Regions from separate parts of the Mus musculus genome. Here all the other regions are linked to region 1. A link is a contact called in public HiChIP or PLAC-seq data. All regions are on one chromosome and are shown on one strand. Each heading gives the region's core, a stretch centred on a gene start, on an enhancer-like site or on the middle of the called end of the contact. The rest is flanking DNA. Distances are from core to core; before and after follow the strand shown. Region 1 holds the start of Mosmo (modulator of smoothened). Region 2 holds the start of Vps35l (VPS35 endosomal protein sorting factor like). Region 3 holds the start of Knop1 (lysine rich nucleolar protein 1).

Region 1 (4,765 bases), core at 855-3,354:
CAAACAGAGCGTGCGGCTAAAATGGGAAGTGGTGGGAACTGTGTGAGCACTGTGCTTGCCTCCTAATTACTATGCCTGTCTTACTTGTAGGAAAAGACCAGGTGAATCGCTGTTATCTACAATGATACGAAACCCCTGGAGAAGGATGGAGAATGTTTTTTAATCCTTCTAACACACATACACTCATACACACCCACGCAAGCACACACGAATACATACACACACACATGTACACACATGCACACACACACATTTTAATCACAGGTCTAGAATCTTGAATAGAAGAATACATATACTTCAAGATGTCCTGGTAAATACTGTTGGGGTAAAAGGAAGAATTTATACATTTTTTTTTCAAACTCAAGAATTAAAGTATCGTCATCCCACAGAGCTGGAGTTAAAACAGTCGCAAACTGTTCCAACATTTGGCCTTGATCAGTTATGAACATCAATGGGTATTAGTCAGGAATCCTCTCTGTTATAGTTACAGCTCCTTTTATTCTGGACAATCAAAACAGCAGATAAGCCAAAACTAAGCCGGGCGGTGGTGGCACACGCCTTTAATCCCAGCACTTGGGAGGCAAGGCACAGGCAGGCAGATTTCTGAGTTCGAGGCCAGCCTGGTCTACAAAATGAGTTCCAGGACAACCAGGGCTATACCCTGTCTTGAAAAAACAAACAAACATAAACAACAACAACAACAACAACAAAGCCAAAACTATGGCTCCTTAGAACTTCCCCAGTCTTTAGAACAAGAAAGGGAAGAGCTACTGCAGCAACTGATAGGCATTCTATCTGGATCCCCAGGAAACATGAATTACCTGAGTCAGTGTCAATGGCAGAGGAAAAATAAATTATGTAATTAAATATGCACTTTTAAAAAAATACTTGCCCCAAGAGACCAATGTTTGGGCTGAAAAGTCTTTAGACCAGCAATCAACTCCATTTTCCCCAATCTACGTGGTGGCACTGGTGCCCATTACGAAAGGATGCTGGATTTGGTGGAATTTGAAACCTCCTGAGTTTTGTGGACATGTAGGCATCCCAAAAATAGAGACAAAAGTCGCTCTTCTAGGTCTTTCTAGAGATAGCTTAGGTGGTACTTAAGTAGAAAAATCATCTCCATTTGCTCTATGGAGTGCTAAGAAAGAGATGGATATAAAGTCAGGGTTAATGGTGATTTAGCAGAGAGCCACGGTGGAAGGAAACCTCCAGGGGGTAGCAAAATCGTAGACAAATCCTGTTATTATAACAATTCATATTATTGTTTCCTGTTTATGCACTAAATCTAAGGCTCTCCCCACAACCTTACTCTGTAAATATCACTAAACACCTGGTAGGGGCAAACTAACAAACATTTCAGGTTATTCTTCATCGCTTTCTCTGTTATCAGCAAGTTCTTCCTTCTGTCTGCAAAACACACACATCTGCTCATTTTTCTCTTTCTTGACTACCATAACTAAAAACCACAATTCTCTGTCTTAGACTGCGGGGCCATTTCTGGTGTCCCTACATTCGCTGCCCCTCCCCCCATTATAATCTATTTATACCACAGATCTTCACAAACCAAATAAGGTCATGTCACTATCCTGGTCGAAAATCCTCCAGTTCCTTCCCATTGCATCTGGAACAAAATCCAAATACACATTTGGTGAATTTAAAGACAGGATCTCCCTGTTTAGCCTAGGTTGTCATGGAACTGGTGTCTTTCCAGCTTCCGCTTCCCGAGAGCTGGGATTCGTAGGCGCGTGCCCACCCCGAATGCCACCTCTGGCCTCTGCCTACCTTTTCTCCTGCCACTCACTCTCTAGTCACACGGGCCGTTCTGCAGGTCCCTGAACCTGACATCCACTTTCTCTCTCCCCAGTGACTGTTTCCTTGTCTCTGGAACAGTCTGCACCTAATTCTCACTGGACAAATCTTTAAGATCTCAGGGGTCTCCGACCCGAACCACCGTAGCAGCCCCGAGCGCCGGGCTGAGCCGACGCCCCCTCGGGAAGGCTCTGCAGGGCAGTCCTGGGCGCCGCCGGCCGGCGCGCGGTTTCGCTTCCGGGTGAGGGGCGGGCGGGCCGAGCAGTTCCGGGGCGGGCGGCGGCTGCGGGTCCCGGCGCGGAGGGCGCGAGCGCGCGGCGCGGGCCGAGGGCCGAGGGCGGCGGCGCGGGGACCCCGGGGCCCGGCGGCCCATGGGGCGCGAGGAGTGAGGCCGCGGCCTGCCCTGCGGTGGGGGGTGGGGGGAGCGGGGCGGGGCGATGGATAAACTGACCATCATCTCAGGATGTCTCTTTCTGGCCGCCGATATCTTCGCCATCGCCAGCATCGCCAACCCGGACTGGATCAACACCGGGGAGTCGGCGGGTGAGCGGCGTGCGCGGGCCGGGAGGGTGGCGGTCCCCCGGGTCGGCGATCCCGAGGGTTAAAGGTCGGCGCCGGGGTGGGGGGGCCGGCGGAGGCTGTTTGCCGTGGCTCCCCCTTTCCCCTTTGAAGTGTCTGTGGTTATAGTCTTTGCTTTATTTTTAGGCCTGGGGGGAGCTATAATAATACTAATAATAAACTTCATTTTATGGAGCATCTTTCATTCCAGCGCATCTCACGCACACACGCGCGCGCTGGAGATATCTTAATAGTAGTTAGAAAATTAAATAACACATTAGAGTCGCAGGCAGCCCCAGAGGCAGTGCCTGCTGGAACGTTGGCGCTGGAGGCGGGTGTCTGTGTGTGTGTGTGTGTGTGGGGTGTCCTCAAGAAAGAGGCGGGCATCTTTCCGAAGGGTATCCCAGGTGAATGCGCTGGCAGGGTTCTCAGCTCCAGCCCTCCCTTGCTTCTCTCTTTCTCACCTAGACCTGCGAGACCAAACCTTTAATTAATGTACACAGCTGTCAGGAGAACTGCTCAGAATTAAGGAACGGTCTTGTATTTGAACTGCTTGTTCAGCGAAGGTGAAGGGGAATGAGGAGTGGGACCCTTCAAATGATTTCTTATAAAATGTATCGTTGTGCTGTCAAACTTCTTAAGTGCCGCATAGGGTTCTCAATTTATCCAGCAATATTTTTAGCTCTTAAAACAAAACAAAACAAAACGGTAGCTGGGACATTTGTTGCTTTCTTCTTCCTCTCTAACCTAGACCTAGTAACACAAAATCATGCTGCCAGATGTACTGGTTATTAACATAACACTGAAGAATTCCACTTGTCTTGGCTGTAGAGTTTTAGCAGAGCTGTTAATTGTAACACATAAAAAGAGAGTTTGGGAATCATGTGGAGTTTGGTAATACCTGTGGGCTGTTTCTGAAAGTGTTGCTGACTCCAGACAGTGTACTTGACTATATGTGTGAACAGACATTCAGTTCATTATCACCGTTGTTTTTACTCTGACTGTATGTGTAGAGACTCCTTTGTGAGACTTTCTAAGTATCACATGCTTAGGAGCAAAGAAAGGTTCGCACTGTTGAGTAGAGAGATCCTTATTGGAAAAAGATCTTTTAGGTGGAATCCCTGTAGGTAGTGGCTGGAATGCCCACGAGCAAGGCAAGGCAGCTCGGGGAAGGGAAGTGCTACTATACATTATATAAGAGCAGAACGGTGCAGCCTTCCAGAGCTGATGTTGCAAAGGCCACTCGAGAGAAAGCAAGAGGAGAATAAATACAGCACTCAGATTTGGAGTTGAAGTCTTTGCCTGTGAGTTGGCAAAGACATGAAAGGGACAGTAGCCCAAAGTTTGCAGAAAGGGAAACTGTCTGAGAAAGGGAAGCAGCTGCAGAGAGAGTGCGAACGGTAGGCTTGTCCAGCTCTGTGCGTGGTGGCTGTGGCTGTACCGTGTGGCAACCTTCCTGCCCCACTGATCCTTTGACACTGGTGAATTTTCTAAATAAGGATAGTGAATAGATAGTGAGCTTTCTAAATGCCCTTGGAAAGAAAACATCAACAATACTTATACGAAGTAAATAATCAAAAGTAAAAATAATTACATCTCTCAAATCAGTGAGACAATCACAAGGAGCACAAATAGGATGTGGAATGGGAGGACTGGCCACGAGCACGCGTGCGTGCGCTCCAGGAGCTCAGGAGGGACCTCGTGGGTAGCAAGGCTCTCCGCCGTTTCCCTGCCTTGTGTTCAGTCTATTGGCATTTTGATGGTGGTAATTTAGTGCAGTCATTTTCAACGTCTATTTTACTTACGTCTGTGGGTGTTTTCCTACTGCATGTCTATGTACCCTGTGCATGTCTGGTACTGGAAGAGGCCTGAAGAGGTTCTGAAGTAACAGATGGTTGTGAACCACCATGTGGGTGCTGGGAATCAGATCAGAGTCTTATGGAAGAGTAGCCAGTACTCTTAACTACCAAGCCATCTCTCCAGGCCCTTTATTGCAAATTTTAAATGATTTTTAAAAATATATCTAAAAAGACAGCAGAACTCTTAGAACTAATGTAACCTGCATAGTGTAGTTAGAAAACCAATGTAGTGAACTGAGGAAGGAGCCAGGCTTCACATCCTTGTCCCTTGTCCCTGTGTCTGTTTTCGCCTCTGTAAAATAAGGACATTAGCCACCTCCTTGGCTTCTAGTGATGGCCCTCCGCATTGATCCATGGGGACATAAAGAATGGTCCCTGACATTCTCAGCACTGAATACTTAGTATAAATAAGTAACTGTCATATTGTTGTTGTGCAGTAAGCCTTAAACTTTTGCTGTGGGAAATGACAGGACTTCATTAGATGTTCTTGGAAATATGCAAACATCAAGAATATCATCCCAGAGCTTAGACAGAGC
Region 2 (4,765 bases), core at 871-3,370, 1.9 Mb before region 1:
AATCCTCTTCTGGCCTCCACAGATATATGCATGATACAGCAACATACATGCAGGAAACACACCAATACATATAAATAGATTTAAAAATTGGATTTGGGGAGCCATCTGGACAAAGCGCTTGCTGTGCAAGCATGAAGACTTTCTAGATCCCTAGTGCCTGTGTCAAAATGGCAAAAGGTGTGCACCTGCAACCCAAATACCTCTGTGTGGGGATAGCGTTGACAGGCTTGCTGGCCAGCCATTCACAGCTTCAAATTCAAGGAGACAGACAGAAAGCCAGAGAGAGGGAGAGAACAAGAGAGAGAGGGAGAGAACGAGAGAGAGAGAGAGAGAGAGAGAGAGAGAGAGAGAGAGAGGAAGAAGGAGGAGGGGAGGGAGGGAGGGGGAGAGGGGGAGAAAGGTGTGCTGTCTCAAAACGTAAGTTGGAGAGTAATAAAGGAAAATACTAGCTATTGACCTCTGGCCTCCATATGCTCATACATGGACAATCAGACATGTGCACATGCCACACACACACAATTAGAAGCTGAGTGCAGTGTCCCATGCCAACAACCCTAGCACCTACCAGGCTAAGGCAGAGGACCAATACCTCCAGGCCAGCCAGGACTACAAAGTAAAACCATTTTCAACAACAATGTAAGCAAAGGAACAAAATGTTTCCATTTAAAACTGCTCTCTATATTCAGTGTTTTTCCATGGCCCTTCTCCAGTTTCTTTAAAAGATTCTTTTTTTTAGACTTAGTTATTTGATGTATATAAATATTTTGCCTGTATGTGTGTCTCTATACCACATGTACCTCTGTAGGCCAGAAGAGGGCATCAGATCCCCTGGGACTGGAGATACAGATGGTTGTGAGTTTGGGTTCTAGAAATCAAATCTGGGTTTTCTGGAAGAACAGCAAGTGCTTACCAGATAACGCATTTCTCCAGCCCAGATTTTACAGTTCTTTAGGGACACTGACAGAGATGCCACAAAACCATGGTCTTAGCATGTGGTAAGAAGAACCCTTTAGTTATCTATCCTTTCCAGAAATGTAGCCTGTTTTATGATAGTTCCCCATCATCTATTTTATACATAAGATGGGATGGGTTTGACGAATGTACGAAGGACAATTGGTCCCCTGCCTTTAGTGCCTCATAGTTGCTTCTTACCACCCAAACTGCTACCATTCTTTCAAAGGAACCACCAACAGCAGTGTCCCCTAGAATTGTACACACAACTATCCCAGAGCCACTGTTTTACAGTCCCCAGGCAAGTGGCATGCCCATTTACAGTAGATGCCCTGCTCTGTTATAGACCAGGGTCAGCGCTACAGAGAGAAAGGCTCTGAGAGCAAAGGCCAACCAAGAGCAGCCTGTCTTGCCTGCCTCACTAACTACAGCATCTGAGGTTTGCCCCGGAGACAGGGATTTTATAACCTCCTGTCACCTTAGCAGTTAGCTCAGTTTCACAGAGGAAGAAACTGGGACTCTGAAAATGTCAGTCCTAGTTAAAGTATATTCCGTTGCCTTTTCCAGAACGCATAAGAGGATGCTGCTCTTTCCATAAGGAAATGCACTTGGGAGTAGAACCAGGATGGTATGAATAGACAGTCTGCTAATTTCCCAGTCTTAATCCATTCTTATTTGAGTTAGAGTTTGACACTCACCAGCTTTGAGCATCAGTTTTCCAAAAACAAGTGATTAATGATAGATACTCCAGAAGTTTCTATTGAGAAGGGAGTGGGCAAAGTGCATTGAGTGCAGTCACCCTATCATAATTTATCCATGGGGGTGGGGTGGGGTGGGGCTTAAAACAGGAGCGCCAAAGTTCTGTGGTCAAGAACAGAACTTGCTTGCCCGTATTCGGACGTAGATTGTCAGTAGTGGGGGGAAAATGCCCAAAGTGTTCATCCTTACGAAGCATGAAGAGAACCCACACCAAACAGAATTCACTTCATAATCACTTGTGTCTGGCCCTCAGCAGGGATGGGTGTGTGCACTCCTTTTTGTCACTAGAGGGCGCAGGCGGGCCAAGCAGCCAGTGGCGTCTTACCCCTTACAAGACTGGGGGGCGGTGTGTGTGTGTGTGTGTGTGTGTGTGTGTGTGTGTGTGTGTGTGTGTGTGTGTGTGAATGGGATGGCTCAGAAGGTAATGGCATCGTGTGTGTGTGTGTGTGTGTGTGTGTGTGTGTGAATGGGATGGCTCAGAAGGTAATGGCATCTAGTGCCAAGCGAAGAAAGGACCAACACCTGTCCGTTATCCACTGACCTCCGTGCACATATTTACATAATACGAATGGGATTTAAGCAAGGCGTGGTGATGCAGGCCTTTAATCCCATCATTCGGAGGCAGACGTAAATGGATTTCTATTAACAAAATAAAAAGAAAAAATAAAATCAAGGCCGATGACGGAGCTTGGGTTTTGCCGGGCCATTGCCCGATACAACTGCGGAGGATCGGAATCCGGAGGAAGTTGCCCCTCACAATCATGGCGGATGACGGAGCCCGGGATCTTCAGAGCGGAAGCTGCCCTTCACAATCATGGCGTCTGGGGCGGGGCCGAGCTTCCCTGGATGTGAGAAAAGGGGCTGGACGCGGAAAACAGGCGATCATGTGACTGGGAAGATGGCTGTCTTTCCCTGGTAAGGAAAAACCCGCTAGTAGGCTTCGGGGAGGGCTCCTCTCAGTGGGGGTGGGCAGTCCTCCTTGTTGGGATCGGTGGCCTCCGTCCCCGCCCGGGCTGTCAGGACTACGGAAGAGCAGAACCGCTGTCAGTACTCTGCTCCTCTCCTCTGTTCCGCAGCTCCTTCACTCAGACGGACTCCATCCAAGGCTTCCGCCTCCTTGGGAGACGTTGGCACGCCTGGGAGTTCTGGGGAAGGGGATGAATTCGCCCGGAGTCTGCACCTGGGAGACCTGGTCGCTTGTTCCTTGAGCTCCTTAGACTTTCTCATCTGTAAAGTGGGACCATTCACCCTACTCTATGTAGGGTCCCCAGACACGCTTCTTTACCTCGTTGTTCAACGTAGTAGAACGTATTAGAGAGAGGACACGCCCAAAGGAGAGAGGGGGCAGTCAGTCAACTCCCCTGGCGGCTTGGGTAGACTGCAGAGAAGAGCCTTCAACTGGGTCTTGCAGGATGCATACGAGCTCACCAAGCAGGAAGGAATAGTGTGTACCCAAGTGACTGGCATACGGGCCTTTTTGTGCTTAGAAGTGAGGTGACCTTTAGGTTGTCACAGGTGATTTGTGTCGATAAAGAACCCACATAGGATAAGCGGATGATAATGTGGTTGGACGTTGGAGACCTTGCATCTCAGGGGCAAAATTTCTGCGTTTGAGCATGAAAGAAATTTGTAGCGCTAGGCCTTGAACATAACCAACATCAACCCTCTGGCTTTTTGGCCGGACACTTTAATTCACTCCACCCTGCAGACTCTTAAGTGACCACTTAAGGACACAGCACGTCAGCGTGGTGCCGTATCACACCGTGGGTTGGCTTCACCTGCTTGTGCTGGCTTAACCTTGGATGTTTTCGTTTTCCATACTGCTGAGACCCCAGCTCTGCTCGTGCCTATGGTCTCTGTAGCCGTCTCTCTTGAGCAAGTGTGTGGGAGTGCACGCCCATCTTTCAGTTTTACCCACTGACTTCGTGTTCTTTAATGAGAGAGACAGAATTGTGTCCGTCTTCTTCCCGGTGATTGTTCCTGTCGATGCATGAGGGAGCTGATGAGGCCCAGGGGAAGTGTGCCTCTGCTCCAGAGAGCGCATTTCTCAAGGGACGTGCTTAGTGGTCAGCGTTAGCCTCTTAGCTAACTTAGTTAACCAAGTCCGCTTTTCATTTGAGACCATGGGATGCGAGTTGACCTAAAGTCGTGCAGCCTGCCATGTGAATTCTAGGGACTTGGATCTTGGAGTTTGCTCTTTCCCTAAATGAGGGAAAGTAGTGGGAATCAGCCAGTGTAACCAGGACAAACTGTTCTGGGGTGTACGAATGGGAGGTACCTATATCTTTATTAGTGAAAAAGTCTGATTTTTGGCAACTGTTGAGATAGTAAGGTTGAGTGTGTTTAGTGATGGTGGTGGTGGTGGTGGTGAGGCAGCGATGGCAGAGCACGCTATAGGAGAGGATGGGCTTCGCTGCACAGTGAAGGGGACAGTGAAGGGGACAGAGTAGCAAAGCGTCACCAGAAGCCGGTAGGAAGTTACTAAGAGGGAATTGTGGGTAAAGCCACCTGAGGGGTTCTCCCTGAGGCCTAGTGATCAGATCAGTGTGCTGGGGGGACTCTGACGAGATGGCGCTTCTCTTTCCCTTCTCAAGTGCGTGTGGCCGTTCTTCCAGACCCCTCCAGTGTTGAGGTTCCCCTCTGTGATGCTGTTCTTCCTCCTCTGCCCAGTGCTCAGGCTCCTCCCTCATTGTCCTGTTCACTGAGCCTTCCTCTTTATCAGTCCTGAGCTGATAAAGCTACAATTGCCCTTTCTTTTTTTTTTTTTTTTTTTTCTGGTTGCCTCCTGTCTTTTGCAGATGCCCAGCCTGGGCTTTTTTCTTGTATCTCAGGAACTTACTCTTCTGGGGCCCCTCCTCCAGGCCCTGGCTGGGAACCCTCAGCCCTGCCATATCTGTCCTGCTCCGGGAAGTCCCCTGGGCCCAGGTTCCCTGAGCCCTGCTGTGTCTGTTCAGCTCTGGGAGGTTTGCTCCAAGCTATGGCTGCCTGGCCTCCCAGCAGCCACCTGCTGTTTGCTTGGTTCACGCCACCAGTCAGCCAACACCGTGGACACAGG
Region 3 (4,765 bases), core at 735-3,234, 1.8 Mb before region 1:
TATACCCTTGGCCCCTCTGGACTCCGGTTTTATCATCCATATAAAGGCTGAACCAGAAGGTACACAAGTTGGGCTATCTCAGTCTACAAGACAGCTGCAAGCACTGTCTTCAGTTTCAAAGTGACTGCTAGGAATTAACATGTGGCCATAACACATGGAAACCTTCATTACCTGGCTTTCCTCGGGAAAAACAGAAGCACTTACGACAAGTGGCCGGGGATTCAATACATGGCTTTCACTATGATCACCAGTATGCTTCTTGCTACTCTGTGGACTAGAGACAAAACATGGGAGGCTTCTAAGGAAAGAGGTGGAAATTAAGGGTCCAGGAGCTTCTCTATCCTGCACCTCTCCTTGGCTTCGGCGCTAACATGCTCCACAAAGGATTCAGCTTGCTCTGGGCAGCTTCAAAGATCTAGGCCAGACTTGAGCCATATCAAGTCCACTCTCACCTTGCTTTAGGCGCACACCTTTAATCCCAGCACTCCGGAGCCAGAGGCAGGCAGATTTCTGAGTTCAAGGCCAGCCTGGTCTACAAAGTGAGTTCCAGGACAGCCAGAGCTATACAGATAAACCAAAAAAAAAAAAAAAAGAAAGAAAGAAAGAAAGAAAGAAGATGCCCCCACAGACATGTATAATCTTATACACCAATATTATGGTGGCATTTTTCTCAACTCCATAATATTGAACATGGTTTTCCAGTTTGACCAATAGGATGGTAGAGTCAACCCTTGAGGCAGAAGTGGAGGGTGACTGGGCAGCTGGATGAAACAGCTGCCTTGATATAACTCACTCAGCATGTGTACTGTAGGGCTGAGGCAAGGAAGTCACTCTCGCCAACAGAGACGACATAAACAGGACTTCAGGGATGATAATTAACAAGAAAACATAACTGGGCCTCAAGACATACTGACTTTTAGAGGACATAGGAAGGGGACTCACAAAGGAGAGAAAGATACAAGTCCCGACAGGCCAGTATCAAGTAAGACCATGATGATTCTACAGGATTAGGGCCAGTGATCACGAAAAATAACCCGGACAAAAAGGTCCCAGGCGTCAGCTTAACCCACTTCTTTGTTTTGCCACTCAGCCAACAGCAACATACTCTTTTCCATCCCTTTAACTGTACTTCACTCGCGAGAAGTGGAACCGAACCTACACTGCATCACCTGCAAACACAAGCTTTCTTCAAAAGCGCCTTGTTTTTGAGACAAAGTTTGACTACGTCGCTAGGGCTGATCTGCATCCCGCGTGCCGGGGTTATAGACGTGGGCCACTATGCCCAGTGTGAAGGCACTCTTAAATTCCCGCGGCAGCAGTGGATAGGGTTAGTGTGACCAATAAGCCTCACAGGCCTCGGAGACTGTAACTCACTAGGTCTCAAAGTCAACAAGGTGCAAAACACGGACTCGAGCCAGAGGAGCGTGTGCTGCCCTCACCAACCGCAGGCTGCTTGCTAGCCAGGATCATCCCCATGCCTACTCCAAGGCGGGACGGCTTGGAGAGAAACCGAGGGCTGCAGGCGAGTTGGGGGTGACTTATCTTTGTTTTCCTCTCCCCCAGCGTGCAGCACCTTCCTCGGGGCCCCGCACAAACCACCCGCACTCACCTGGTTCGCTAGCAGGCCAAGCGTCCCCGCGTGAGCAGCCGCGCAGCCGCGATCCGGAAGTCAGCTTCGACTTTCTGGCCCGCCCCCTCGAAATCCTTCTCCTTCCGGGTCGCGGCCTCCCGGTGCCCTGGGTTGCTGTAGAAACCGCGTCCATGGCGGCGCCGAGACTTGTATCCAGCCGCAGCGTGCTGCGTGAGGAGGCGAGCGGCTCCGCGGATTCGCCGATCACTACGCGCACGCCGGTGCCCGCAGTGTCGCCCGGGTCTCCCGAAGTGCTCGTGTCACCCCCGCAGGTCGTCGAGCCGCCGGGGAAGAGCCTATGGGATCAGATCTGCGAGGGTAGGCGCCCCGCCGCTGGTCGGGCCGGGCGGGACGCGGGCGGGACCCGCCGGGACGCGCGTTCCAAGCCTCTGTGCGCCAGGCGGGTGACGCGCGCGGGCGGAGGAGCCGAGCCTTAGGCCCACACGCGGAGAAAGAGGTTGGCGTATGTCTTGGATTCCGGTGCGACCTCAGGCAACAGGCTCGCAGAAGGAAACCCGGTCAGAGAGTTGCGTAGTGTGAAGCTTCAGGGTAGAGACCCGGACCGCCCGCAGATCGCCCGAGGAAGCAGGGAATGAATGAACTCTGTAGACAGGCTCCGGTGATACTCAGGAAGTATTTTGGTGTGGACAAATAGATTTTGATCTCCACTTGCCCCAAAGCCTTTCTGAAGCCCCACAAGCAGGCTAGATCACTTGTTCCTTTGTAGCCCACGAACCTTGGTCATGGGGTCTTGTAATAGTCGTACAGCGGGCATAACAATGGTACCTATGTCGTGGTGTTAGGAGGTAGAACCACGTAGTCACAGATCCTAGGTTACAGGAAGAGTGTTAGTTTTCCTTCATTCCAAAGCCTCCAGATCTCAAAGGCAAGAGACACAGATTCATTCATAATAAGTCCGCTGTCTATCCCTTCTCCCTTTTCTCTCGCCTTTTTGGACTACAGACTGGCTTCCAGCTGAGTATCCTCCTGCCTCAGCCTTCCAGCTACTGAAAGATTTTCATTCTTGTGGCATTGGCTGTCCAATACAACACTAATAGAACGTTCAATAATCTGTGCTGTTAAATGGGTTTGGGGTGTAATTTGGGACTGGCAGACTAGAAGAACCAAATTTCTTATTTTACTTAATTTTGATAAATTTAAATAGCAATATTTATGGAATAGTTCCAGGTCAGTAAATGTTTCGTGAATGGAAACAGTGAATTTGTCAGTGTATAGAGGGAAAAATGGTGACTTGGAAGAAGTGGTGAGTTCAGAGGAAGAAGAGAAGAGTCAGTCAGTCCTCCCAGACCACAGGGCTTGCATTACTCCTTCCCTGTAACCTTTGCTTTAGAGAAAAGGTTTCACCCTGATGTTCTTGTAAGTTCTACCCTTAGGGTCCTTACCCGAGGAACTATCTGCAGCAATATTCAGGTGTCTATATACTTACTGTCTTTCACCCAGAGGATTCACTTTTCCAAGCCAATAGATCTTCATAGTACAGTTTATTGTATAGTTTGATACTTTTCTTATTGCTGTGAAAAATATCTGACAAAAGCAACTCAGAGACTTATTTGGGCTCACAGTTTGAGGATATGGTACATCATCCCAGTGGGGGCTCCTGGCAGCCGGTCCCGTTTGCATCCACAACTAAGAAACAGAGATGGATTCTGGGGCTCAACTCACTTCCTTCCTTTTATTCAGTCCAGGACCACTAGCCCACAGCAGTGTTGCTGCCCCGTCAAATTGGTAATATCACAAGTAGTACTGGGGAAGGTGCTCTTTGAGGGGGATAATTCCTACCTCACAGGGCTGTAGTGGGAACCAAGTGAGATAATGAGAAGATGCTCTGGACTTTGAAAGGCTCAATACATGGTCATAAATATTGATACTTTTTTTTGTCTTTTCTTGTGGAATCAGTTTCTGTGGGGTGTGTTATACCTGGATAAAAGCAAGGACAAAGGGTTTTAGTGCTCTCTGAAAAGCAAGGGAATTGATGTCACTTACAAAATAATAGCTGTTGAGCAATGGGGGTAGAGATGACCTATTTTATACAAGGCCACTGTGACTTCAACCTAGATGACTGTCCTAGTTATTTTTCTGTTGCTGTGATAACACTGACCAAAGGCAACTTGGGGAGGAAAGGGTTTATTTCAGTTTACAGGTTCTAGTCCATTGTTGAAGAACACCAAGACAGGAACTCAAAGCAGGAACCTGAAGCACTGACCTCAGAAGAATACTAGTTACTGGCTGGCTCCCCTGGCTATTACTAAGCCAGCTTTTCTTACATAACCCAGGGCCACCTTCCCAGGGCTTGTATTGCCCACATTAGTGAACAATCAAGAAAATGCTCACAGAGATGCCCACACAGGTCAGTAGGTTTGAAGCGGTCCACCAGTGGAGACTTCCTCAGATAACTCTGGCCTGTGTCAAGTTGACTGCTGAAGCTAACTGGAAGAATGAATAATCTAATTCTGACACATATAACATAGGCTTGTAGAGTAAGCCTTTAGGGAGTGTATTCAGCTTCTTAGAGAAAGCATGATGCTGGGTGTTCTGTGTACATCTGTAATCCTAGCACTTGAGGGGCTGACACTAGAAGACCCAGAGTTTGAGGCCAGCCTGAGCTATATAGACTCTCTCCAAAGAGGCAAGAAAAAGGGCAGGGAGAAAAAGAAAAAGTGTGTATGCTTTCTGGTAAGCTTATCCCTGAAGTTAGTTATTACACTCTATTAGGAAAAATCCATTAAATAATGGTTGCAGCCAGTAGCCCTGGCAGAAGCTCAATTTCATGAAAACAAGGTGTAGCATCGCTGAGTGTCCAGCTTACCTCCTTTCTCCTCCCTGGCTGCCGTGTGTATACCTGCCTGCCTATCCGATAACTTATTTATAAATGTTCTTCAGTGTTCTTCCTCATCATTCTAGCAACGACTAACGCCTTTGTATTCTCAACATTGTTTGTATCATTATCAATAAACTTCCTTCCAGTGCTTCTAATTAAATCGTAGTGGTTTGTGATGTTAATGGTTTTAAGCATTAGAGGCTCCTTGTTTCCTGTTTGAACACTGCTGCAATTACTGCTATCAGCATCCTCTTGCTGTCCTTGGCTCATCAATTAATCACTCTCCAGCTCAGCAA

Evidence for each region. HiChIP or PLAC-seq counts read pairs in DNA pulled down with a chosen protein or histone mark.
Region 2: an H3K4me3 HiChIP or PLAC-seq map of embryonic stem cells shows a contact between it and region 1, with 7 times the contacts expected there. The contact joins the promoter of Vps35l here to the promoter of Mosmo in region 1. A contact is called at or near these places in 2 of 39 promoter capture datasets (the HPC-7 cell line and liver) and 5 of 115 datasets of contacts at active chromatin or transcription factors (astrocytes, embryonic stem cells, large pre-B cells and 2 more).
Region 3: a contact with region 1 is called in an H3K27ac HiChIP or PLAC-seq map of embryonic stem cells, with 6 times the contacts expected there. The contact joins the promoter of Knop1 here to the promoter of Mosmo in region 1. A contact is called at or near these places in 3 of 39 promoter capture datasets (hippocampal neurons, liver and pre-B cells), 1 of 15 datasets of contacts at CTCF or cohesin (large pre-B cells), 2 of 115 datasets of contacts at active chromatin or transcription factors (embryonic stem cells and thymic regulatory T cells) and 1 of 9 other capture datasets (adipose tissue).

What each region holds. Positions count from the first base shown.
Region 1 is chr7:120,675,516-120,680,280 of GRCm38.p6, forward strand. It overlaps Mosmo (modulator of smoothened), which reads left to right and starts at 2,105. Exons shown (of 3, transcript NM_001164580.1): 1 at 2,105-2,355. The coding sequence starts at 2,250. It also overlaps a transcript of Pdzd9 not described here.
Region 2 is chr7:118,738,151-118,742,915 of GRCm38.p6, forward strand. It overlaps Vps35l (VPS35 endosomal protein sorting factor like), which reads left to right and starts at 2,121. Exons shown (of 31, transcript NM_027815.4): 1 at 2,121-2,625. The coding sequence starts at 2,525.
Region 3 is chr7:118,854,014-118,858,778 of GRCm38.p6, forward strand. Knop1 (lysine rich nucleolar protein 1) reads right to left here and starts at 1,985. Exons shown (of 5, transcript NM_023197.3): 1 at 1,610-1,985. The coding sequence starts at 1,763. It overlaps Iqck (IQ motif containing K), which reads left to right and starts at 1,739. Exons shown (of 9, transcript NM_001374605.1): 1 at 1,739-1,948. The coding sequence starts at 1,762.